Regions from separate parts of the Mus musculus genome. Here regions 1 and 2 are each linked to region 3. Evidence: chromatin contacts called from public promoter capture Hi-C data. All regions are on one chromosome and are shown on one strand. The core of a region is the stretch at or near the end of the contact, and the rest is flanking DNA. Distances in the headings are between cores, read along the strand shown.

Evidence for each region. Promoter capture Hi-C pulls out the DNA fragments that hold promoters and counts their contacts.
Region 1: a contact with region 3 is called in a promoter capture Hi-C map of macrophages, with 5 read pairs. The contact joins the promoter of Miip here to the promoter of Dhrs3 in region 3. A contact is called at or near these places in 5 of 39 promoter capture datasets (hippocampal neurons, liver, macrophages and 2 more) and 1 of 115 datasets of contacts at active chromatin or transcription factors (astrocytes).
Region 2: a promoter capture Hi-C map of hippocampal neurons shows a contact between it and region 3, with 6 times the contacts expected there. The contact joins the promoter of Zfp933 here to the promoter of Dhrs3 in region 3. A contact is called at or near these places in 1 of 39 promoter capture datasets (hippocampal neurons) and 1 of 115 datasets of contacts at active chromatin or transcription factors (astrocytes).

The regions. Positions count from the first base shown.
Region 1 is chr4:147,866,910-147,870,003 of GRCm38.p6, forward strand. It overlaps Miip (migration and invasion inhibitory protein), which reads right to left and starts at 1,810. Exons shown (of 10, transcript NM_001025365.2): 1 at 1,460-1,810. Fv1 (Friend virus susceptibility 1) reads left to right here and starts at 2,070. Exons shown (of 1, transcript NM_010244.3): 1 at 2,070-3,094. The coding sequence starts at 2,070.
Region 2 is chr4:147,846,858-147,850,068 of GRCm38.p6, forward strand. It overlaps Zfp933 (zinc finger protein 933), which reads right to left and starts at 1,561. Exons shown (of 4, transcript NM_198619.3): 1 at 1,421-1,561. The coding sequence starts at 1,423.
Region 3 is chr4:144,891,217-144,894,443 of GRCm38.p6, forward strand. It overlaps Dhrs3 (dehydrogenase/reductase (SDR family) member 3), which reads left to right and starts at 1,861. Exons shown (of 6, transcript NM_011303.7): 1 at 1,861-2,493. The coding sequence starts at 2,299. It also overlaps a transcript of Vps13d not described here.

The DNA of each region.
Region 1 (3,094 bases), core at 560-3,059, 3.0 Mb after region 3:
GCTGAGGAATTGGGAGGAGTTGGGAGGAGAGTTGATAGGAGTTAGGAAGAGTTGGGAGGAGAGTTGGGAGGAGTTAGGAAGAGTTGGGAGGAGTTGGGAGGAGAGTTGGGAGGAGTTAGGAAGAGTTAGGAGGAGTTAGGAAGAGTTGGGAGGAGTTGGGAGGAGAGTTGGGAGGAGTTAGGAAGAGTTGGGAGGAGTTCTCTTCCGGGTGTCCTTGGTGAAATTTACAAGGCAGGAGTGGGGAGTGAGTTCTTTCTGAATTTTTATCTCCGTGTCATTGGCACAGGAAGGTAGGCATCTCTGGTTGTAAAGTATAGAAACAAAAAGGCTTTTTGCTGGCTATAGAGAACAAAGAGCTTTTTTCTGGCTGCATTTTTAGAGATCAGGGAAAACAAGCTTGGGGAACGTCTAGGGGCTTTACCTTCCAGGGAGAAACGCTCTAAGTCGGGGTCTCATACTATCTGGAGCTGGCACTGAACCCAGAACTGGAAGCATTAAGCCTTTTTCTCTGCCACAAGTCTTCTCCTGGTCAATTCATTTCTTTGCTTTTCTTTCTTTCTTTCTTCCTTTCTTTAATTTGCATGTATATCCCAAGGTCACACAGCTACTAAATGTCAAAAGCAGGGTTTGAACCAAAATGTAGGTTCCTGCTTGTTGTGCAGTGGCTACTTCCCCTGACTTTCAAACTTCTCCCTGATGGTGGGAGGAGAGAATCTCTTCAGAAGGCTGCAAATTCCTAGAGCTCCCTCCACAAGGTTGATTTAAACTATGTCCAGGGGAGAGCATTCTCAGATGGAGCTGCCTGAAAGCTGCGCGGGGGTGGATCAGAACCCGTGCTCGGTGGGACTGTCAGTGATGTAGCTGCCTTTGGGTCATGACCCCAATACGTACACTCCTTGGTTCACCCAGCCACACTTGGGTGGAATCGTTTCTCTGTTCTGTTGGCTGTGCTCTGGGGCAAATAAACCTTTGTTGACACATGACTCCCTATGAAGGGTCTGCACGGAGGAAAGCATGGCCCTGACTGGGACACAAACCCCACCCCCACCCCTTCTCCGGCCAGCTTTGGTCCTCAAAAATTATACTCAGGGGCTCTCTCTCTCTCTCTCTCTCTCTCTCTCTCTCTTTCTCAAAGATTTATTTATTTGTTCGGACACACCAGAAGAAGGCGTAGGATTCCATTACTGATGGTTGTGAGCCACCATGTGGTTGCTGGGAATTGAACTCAGTGGTTAAGAGCACTGAGCCGTCTCTCCAGACACTTTCTTTTGCTTCTGGAAGAGATGTCTGCAATATAAAGAAGCACTTCCCACTTCTCTTACAACCCCAGCCCAGACTCCTCCAGCCGAATCAGACCCCCCTATCCTTCCCAGCCCTGCCACCCTACAGGCCCCTGGAGACTTGGGTTTCGGAGCAGGCTGCAGGGGGCGAGCAGAGAAGACCCCAGCATCTCACTCACGCGCACTCAGGCAGGGTGCACACCGGGGCCTAGGCGCTTGCCCCTTCTCTACCGGTCTAGCGGGACGAAGGCACGCCTCTGTGGTCCCGAGATCAGCGGCTGCCATGGATAAAAGGACGCCAACGCTCTCCGCCCGAAAGCCCAGATTCCCAGCAGCCGGGGAATCCGCCTCCAGCAGGGGCGGAACCTCCAGTGGTTGTCCTAATTGGCTAAGGCTGGGGCGGGGCCTCCGCCGCTGTCCTGCTCGGCCAATTGACAGTGCCAGGACGCCTTATATTTGTTTCTTCGCATCCGGAAGCGGCAGTTTCAATATGGAAAGGAGGGGCTAATGGGACCTCATTGCTGATTGGTTAACTGTTAATGCTAATTCTACCAATTCAAATTGAGGACAGGCTCTGGTTGGTCAGTAGTACTCGGTTACGCAATTTCCGGATGTAAAGTCTCTAATGGCAGTGGATAGGTGGGGCTAGAGACTCCGGCAACTTTGACCTTTTCACGCGGACCCCACACTAGCAACTCCCCAGAGTGCTTTTGCCAGGGACGAACTGGAATTTGGATCCGAGGCTTGTAGGACGCAGTAGCCGAGTTCTAGGGAAACAAAAGTCTGAAGATGAATTTCCCACGTGCGCTTGCTGGTTTCTCGAGCTGGCTCTTCAAACCTGAACTTGCCGAGGACTCTCCGGATAATGACTCTCCGGATAATGACACTGTTAACCCATGGCGTGAGCTGCTGCAGAAGATAAATGTGGCCGATCTCCCCGATTCATCCTTTTCGAGCGGTAAGGAACTTAATGACTCTGTGTACCATACTTTTGAACATTTCTGCAAGATTAGGGACTATGACGCAGTTGGCGAGCTGCTTCTGGCATTTCTGGATAAAGTAACAAAGGAAAGGGACCAATTCAGAGATGAAATTTCCCAGCTCCGAATGCACATAAATGATCTAAAGGCTTCTAAGTGTGTCCTGGGGGAGACTCTTCTTTCCTACCGCCACAGGATTGAAGTTGGGGAAAAACAGACTGAAGCCCTCATTGTGAGGTTAGCTGATGTGCAATCCCAGGTCATGTGTCAGCCTGCCCGGAAAGTGTCTGCAGATAAGGTGAGGGCACTGATTGGTAAAGAATGGGATCCGGTAACCTGGGATGGAGATGTGTGGGAGGACATAGATTCTGAAGGGTCTGAGGAAGCTGAGTTGCCCACTGTCTTGGCCTCTCCATCCTTGTCTGAGGAAAGTGGTTATGCCTTGTCTAAAGAACGCACCCAGCAGGACAAAGCAGATGCCCCTCAGATCCAGTCTTCAACATCCTTAGTTACTTCTGAACCTGTCACCAGACCCAAGTCTCTGTCTGACCTTACAAGTCAGAAACACCGCCATACTAATCATGAACTCAATTCACTTGCTCACTCAAATCGCCAAAAGGCAAAGGAACATGCTAGGAAATGGATTTTAAGGGTGTGGGATAATGGTGGGAGGCTCACAATACTGGATCAGATTGAATTTCTCAGTTTAGGTCCTTTGAGCCTTGATAGTGAGTTTAATGTCATAGCCCGCACTGTTGAAGATAATGGTGTGAAGAGTTTGTTTGATTGGTTGGCTGAAGCATGGGTCCAGAGATGGCCTACTACAAGAGAGCT
Region 2 (3,211 bases), core at 311-2,810, 3.0 Mb after region 3:
GTTGGGTTCTCAGGATCTGACACAACCTCTCCCCACAGGTCCTGGCTGCAGACCATTACCAGCTTTCCCAAGCATATATCCTTGCTTTAGAGAAGGAGCTCTGTATAAATGATTTTATTCACCTGAGGTAACTGTCTTCTCTGAGGCTTACTGACTCAGCCTATTTACCTAGCCTAGTCCTGAAGGTTTCTAGTCTCTGGACAATCCCAGCTTCAGAGATTTACTGCTGAATAAGCTCGCCTTTCCTAGATTTTCCTGAACTCTTGCTGGCTGGTCAACTCAGCTGTTCTGACTCAAAACTCCTCTCCACACTGACTAATTCAAAATCTTTCTCTCTCTCTCTCTCTCTCTCTCTCTCTCTCTCTCTCTCTCCCCACCCCCCCCCATCACATGGAAAGCCTTACTTGAAAAAAAAAAAAAAAAACAGCCCTCAACACTACAGAGTTGTTCCTTTGCAAGAAATTGACAACAGTGTAGTCTTGCTCATGTTGCAATCTCTCTCTCTCTCTCTCTCTCTCTCTCTCTCTCTCTCTCTCTCTCTCTCTCTCTCTCTCTCTCTTGCTCTCTTCTCACTTTCTCTTTTTCTCCTATTCTCTCTGTCCCCTGCCTGCTTTCTCTTTCTCTGCCTCCCTCTCTCACCATGGTAACTTCCTTGACCTCGGTCCTTGGGGCCAGTGAACAAGAGCGGCTTCCCAATAAACTGACATTTAATATAATCCAAGCTGGCTTGAACTGGCTCATTTGAGCAGCAGAGAACAAATAACTTATCAATGGGAATGGCCTAGCAGCTGGTTGTAAATCTGGTTTGTCTCCTTTGTTCTGCTCTTCAGCCATATTTCTGGACAATCCTAGTGAACAAAAATGTGTATCCTAGCATCCTATCTAACAGACATGGTTAGCATAGTACCCATCTGTAGGGTGTTTTAGATGGCATCCTCACTTATCTAAATTCTATGTGGTGTGACTTACCCTCTCCTAAGCACTGCAATTCCTTTACATCATAAATCCTATTCTTCTACATCACAGATTAACATTGTAGTGTTACCCAACACGTGAGACACCTTTTACAACCGCCACAAAATGAACTCCAAATGGACCTTACAACTAAACGTTAAATGCTAAAGGAAAAAAGTTGTAGAAGATACTGTGAGAAACCAGGTCTCTTCGAGTTTGGCATCTTGCCAAGGATGATCCTGCACACAAGTCCTTACTCCAAATGCTTGGCGCAGAAGCAGTCCGGATAGTGACGTTATTCAGAGCCCACTACCGGGTCCAGGGAATGACTAGAACTAAAACAGACCCCACAGGTGGCCACATCTGGCCTCCGCTTACCACCCAGTCCCGAGGAGAACCCACCACACCAGCTCCCCAGGTTCATCCGCCTGCTCCTCCCCGATATGGGCAGTGACCCTGTACTCACCATGTCGAGACTTAGGACCTTGCCTGAGCGTCCCTCAGACCACCCACTACTAACTTCCCCTTCTTCCTCCTGAAATCAAGGTGGAGAGCTTGCATCTGTAATTCTCAAAATTAACCTGGAAGCCTCCTCTGCCCCGGAACTACGTAAGTTCCTGGAATGCTGGGAATTGTAGTTCTTTGGAAATAACAAAGGCTCATGGGAAAGTACGGTGGTCTAGTTGAATATCTAAAAAGAAACCGCTGTAACACGTGACTGAGGCCGTTCGCGCTGGCAAATTCCGGGGGAATTTTACTGACCCAGGTCTGTCTCTTGGTCAGTATTTAATATTTAATAAATGCCTGCTTTAAATTTGGTTCAAAATTGTTGAGTTGGTCTATTTCCAGCAAAAATCAGGATTAGCGTACAGAGGTTCATAGGACGATAACTCTACCCCACAGTCTCTCTTCAATACGTACACTGGAGAGTGAGCTGAGCTGCCGAGGGCACTGAGTGCCCTAGCTCCAGATTTTTACATCTGGCAACCAAAGTAGAATCCTCACAGAAACAAGCAGTCTCTAGTAGAAGCTAAGATAAGCAGTTAGCCAGAGGGGGTTCCAGCACAAACAGGTTGAGATAAGTTAGCAAGGATATCCTGACCTTGGGTTCCTAGAAGTGGAGTTGAGTAATTTTCCTAGAATTCTTGATCAAGGAAATCAAATTCTAGTTAAACCTGAAATGGCCTCAGCGACAATACATGATGGAGGAGTGATGGGGTCTCTGTCCAGCATCAAGAACGAGAAATGAAGGCAGACATGGTTTAGCATAGGTAGAGGGATCGCTTGACCTTGAGGCCAACTTGATCTATAGAGAGAATTCTAGAACAGCCAGGACTGCAGAAAGGAACCTTGTAGTGCCAGCCTGTGGAAGAGTCAAGGCTTGGCCAAAGTGTGAATGACTTTACTGGCTTCCTGTGAAATCATGGTAGTCGCATGGAAGGTTGTACGCTGGACATTATAACTAGGAAATGTCTGCAATGGGGGAGATGTGGAGACCCTCCTCAGCTCTTCCTTCCTGTGCTCTAGCCTGTTCTAAACTCAAGATCGTCCCATAAAAGATAAGCCACTGAGTTCATCCTTGTTGAACATTCCCCAGGCTTTTTGCCTTTGCCTCTCTGTGAACACATGGAGGATGCATCTTCTTACCTTTTTAGGACTCAGAGTTCTGTCCATAGAGAGGAAGAAGGGCTGTGGGTGACCAGGGATTTCCCTGTGGCCAGCACCTGAGGGCTGAGGATGGCTTCCTAGGATGGCTGAAACTGCAATTGTCCCAGGAATCACAAGCTTGGAGAAGGAAAAAGGCTGCCATTCCTCGGGGCAGAAATTAGAATCGGAGAGTTCTGACTGGTCAGTCCTCCTTGCAGGAGAGACTGGGTTGGAAGTGATAGGCTAGTTTAGCAGCATATGATGGTACATGCCTTTAACTCCAGCACTATGAAACAGTGGTAGCAGATCACTCACTCAGGTTGAGGCCAGTCTGGTCCCCAGAACTAATTCTAGAACAACCTGGAACAAATTCTAGGGATACAAAGGGAAAGAAACCCTGGAGAGAGAGAGAGAGGGAGAGGGAGAGGAAGAGAGAGAGAGAGAGAGAGAGAGAGAATATGATGGGCCAGTGATAAACAGGACCACATTTGACAGAACTCACTTGACAGAGCTCACTTTCTACTTTAATGTTAAACCTCATGTCAAGACCCAGAAGATGGAGTAGGAGAGGGGGTGGGGGGGTGCCTCACTGCCCAGCTCAATATCTTTT
Region 3 (3,227 bases), core at 611-3,110:
GACCAGATCGCAGGAGCTCCACACAGGAGAACGGCTTCCTTGCCCCTTCATCCAAACCTAAGAGTTCTCATGACAACTTCTCCCCAGAACTACAGTAGTTGGCAAAAGAGGAAGTGATCTCCACCCCCTCCCCAAATCAGCACTTCTCAAAGGGATTTGTTCACACCCAGGCGGGGAATATTAAAAGCACAGTTAGTTCCTTGTGCACCCAGGGCCTGCTGGATCAGTCTTTGGGGCTGAGGCCCAGGACTCCCAGCCTGAACACGTCCAGGGCTGGAAAGGGCTGCCCCAGATTATAGGGCAGGCTCCCTGGCTGTCTCTCCCTCTCCCGCCCAGGGATGTGCAGAGGGGGCGGGTGGCAAGTCTCATCAGCACTTTTAACTGGGCCTGCTTCTCATGACTCACCTCCTAGACTTCCCGCAACAGGCAAGTCTAAATAGCTGGGTCCCGCCCTCCCAACAGGGAGACGTTCTTACAAGGGGTGGGCAAGAGGTTACAAGGTGGGTGCCCAAAAGGTCAGCGGGGTAAGGGCACCCAGAGAGGGGACACTGGATGAACTGAACAGTGGCATAGCTTTGAAGACGTGTTGTTTACAGGCTTCTGTTATTAAGGAAATTGCTGTCAGTCAAGGTAATTCTAGCCCAGATAAGCAATAAATAAGCTCCCAGCTAATCTTATGGGGATTTTATTGGCACCTGGGGTTAGAGGTCCTTTGCCCTGCTCCCCTTTCTCCCAAAGCAAAATCCTGCCTCCCAAGGGGTCCCTCTACCTCAACGTGAGAGACTTCACGTTAATACAACTTCGGATGTACACTCTTTGAAGGAAAATGGGAATCAGGCAATGATGAAACATAACCTCCTGGTCCTACCTGGAGGCAGAAGAATGACCAAGTGACCTGAAATGAACCCTTGGCGACCCAATAGCATCAAGGCATGCGCGAGTTTCCCCTCGGTTTGCCCGGCCGCTCAGGGGTGGTCACCTGGCCCAGGCTGGGAGCCAGGTCTGATACAGCAAGCTGGCTTGCCAGAGTTGGTTGCAGCGTGTTCGAGTTCCGGCTGCGAGCCCTCGGGGACTAGGGCAGCAAGTTCCAGCTTGCAGAAATGAGAAGCGAGTCCCAGGGGAGTGCGAGACGCAGCGAGACCGGGTGCGCGCCTAGGCGCGTGCCCCGCCACGGCGCAGGGGGAGGGGAAGTCGCCGCAGCCACTCAGAGGCACGATAGTGAAGCCTCCCAACAACTTTAACTGTCAATCAGACTTAATGGGGTATTAAAAAAAAAAAAAAAAAAAAAAAGGAGGGGGCGCCCTTTCGGTCCACGCCGCAGCTGCCCCGCGGACGAAGTAATAGGGCGGTGCAGACTAGGGCGTCCTATCCACGAGTGCTCCACAGTACGGGCCCGACCAAGTTGGAAAGAACAAAAAAGAAGGCAATAAATACTAAAGGGGAGGGGGGAAGAGAGGGAGCCACACCGAGCGGCAACTCCCAGCCCGGGCTGCAAGAGAGGGAGGAGGGAACCGGAGAGAGCGGGCGCGCGCGAGGGCGAGCTGTGCACGAGAAGAAACTGACACCCGGACCCCCCACTTCTCCTGCACGGTGCTGGCAATCAGATCGCGTTTAAGCAATTTCCTGAGCCCAAGAATAGCAATGAGTCGGGAGACTTTCGCGGACTGAAATTGGGAGCTGCAATCACTCCCCAGGTTTTGTGTGTGGTGTTTTTGTGTGTGGTTTTTTCCCCCCTTTCTTTTTCTGGAGAAAGTTGGAGGGGGGCGCTACAATTGGGAAACAGCTTTTTTGTTTGTTTGTTTTGTTAATCTTGCACTTTGAAACCGCGGACTGTAGCTGTGTGCGCGCTGTGGTTGGTGCTTTTTTTTTTTTTTTTTTTCGTCCCTGGCCTTGCCTAAACTCTTCTGTCGGTCTGTAAACATTACCTGTGAATTTCCCAGCCGAAACGGCTGTTGGGGCAAGAAACTTCTTGTTAAAACTTCCCACCCCTTGGACTCTCCACAGCCCCTCTCACCGTCCCAATCTTCTGAGACGCTTTTTACCTCTCCGCCAGAGCAGAGTTTATCTTTTTTTTCTTTTTCTTTTTTTTTTCTTTTTCCTCCCATTTTTCCTCGCCCTGTCCTTTACATCTGAAAGGAGATCAGTTCAAGAGTGACCAGGTGGGACGCCTCCTTTTCCTTATTTAGTTTATTATTGTTTGGGGGAGTTTTCTTTCTATCTTTTTTTAATTCCTGTCCGGGGAGTTTTGTCCACCGCCTCCTACCACCTCCCCCTGTACCCCGCTCCTCCGCGCGGAGGATGGTGTGGAAATGGCTGGGCGCGCTGGTAGTGTTCCCTCTGCAAATGATCTATTTGGTAACCAAAGCAGCCGTGGGAATGGTGTTGCCCCCCAAGCTTCGGGACTTGTCGCGGGAGTCAGTCCTCATCACCGGCGGTGGGAGAGGCATCGGACGCCACCTCGCTCGGGAGTTCGCAGAGCGTGGCGCCAGAAAGGTACACGGCGTGGGGGCGGGGTGGCACTGCGACACCTGGAGTGGGCGCTGAGGGTAAAGGGACTCTGGCACGCAGGGAGGGGGAGGCAGTCGTGGGGGGTGTTCCCACCTGCTGCGGGTGCGGAAACCAGCGCCAACGATCTGAAAGTCTCAAGCCACCCACTCCTTGCATCACCTGGGACTGCGAAGCAAGTCGGTTTCATCCTTCATAGATTTCCCGGGCACCGGACTGTGTTTTGGCAGGCCCTGAGTTGCTTGGCTCCCCTGGGATTGGTATCTCGCTGGCTATTTACCCCTACCAACTACCATACCTAGAATACCCACCCATTTTGCCGCATGACTCTTTCTCTAAGGTGTAGTGCCCTCTCTCTCTCTTTGCCCGCACCCTGCCAAGCGCAGGGTGTGCGCGCGCCCCTAGGTAGAGCTGGAAGCCAAACCCCCTGCTAGCTTGCGCTTGGTATTTTGCTTGGCAACTCGCTGCCTAGTCCCAAACAAGCTGAGAGGTTGCAGCTAGGCAGGGACGTGAGATAGGGTGCTCGGTTCAGATTTGTAAAGGAGAGAGTTGACGTGGATGGTCTAGTCCGGCTGAAAGACTGGGAGGCCCAGGTGTTTAAAATTCTGAAAGAGGGGTGAGGGGGTAGCCAGCCGCTGATAAAGAGAGCCCTTGTCCTCACCTTCAACCTTGATTCCCACCCCCGCCCTCTTCATCGGAGGGGATCCTTCTCAGCTGGATTG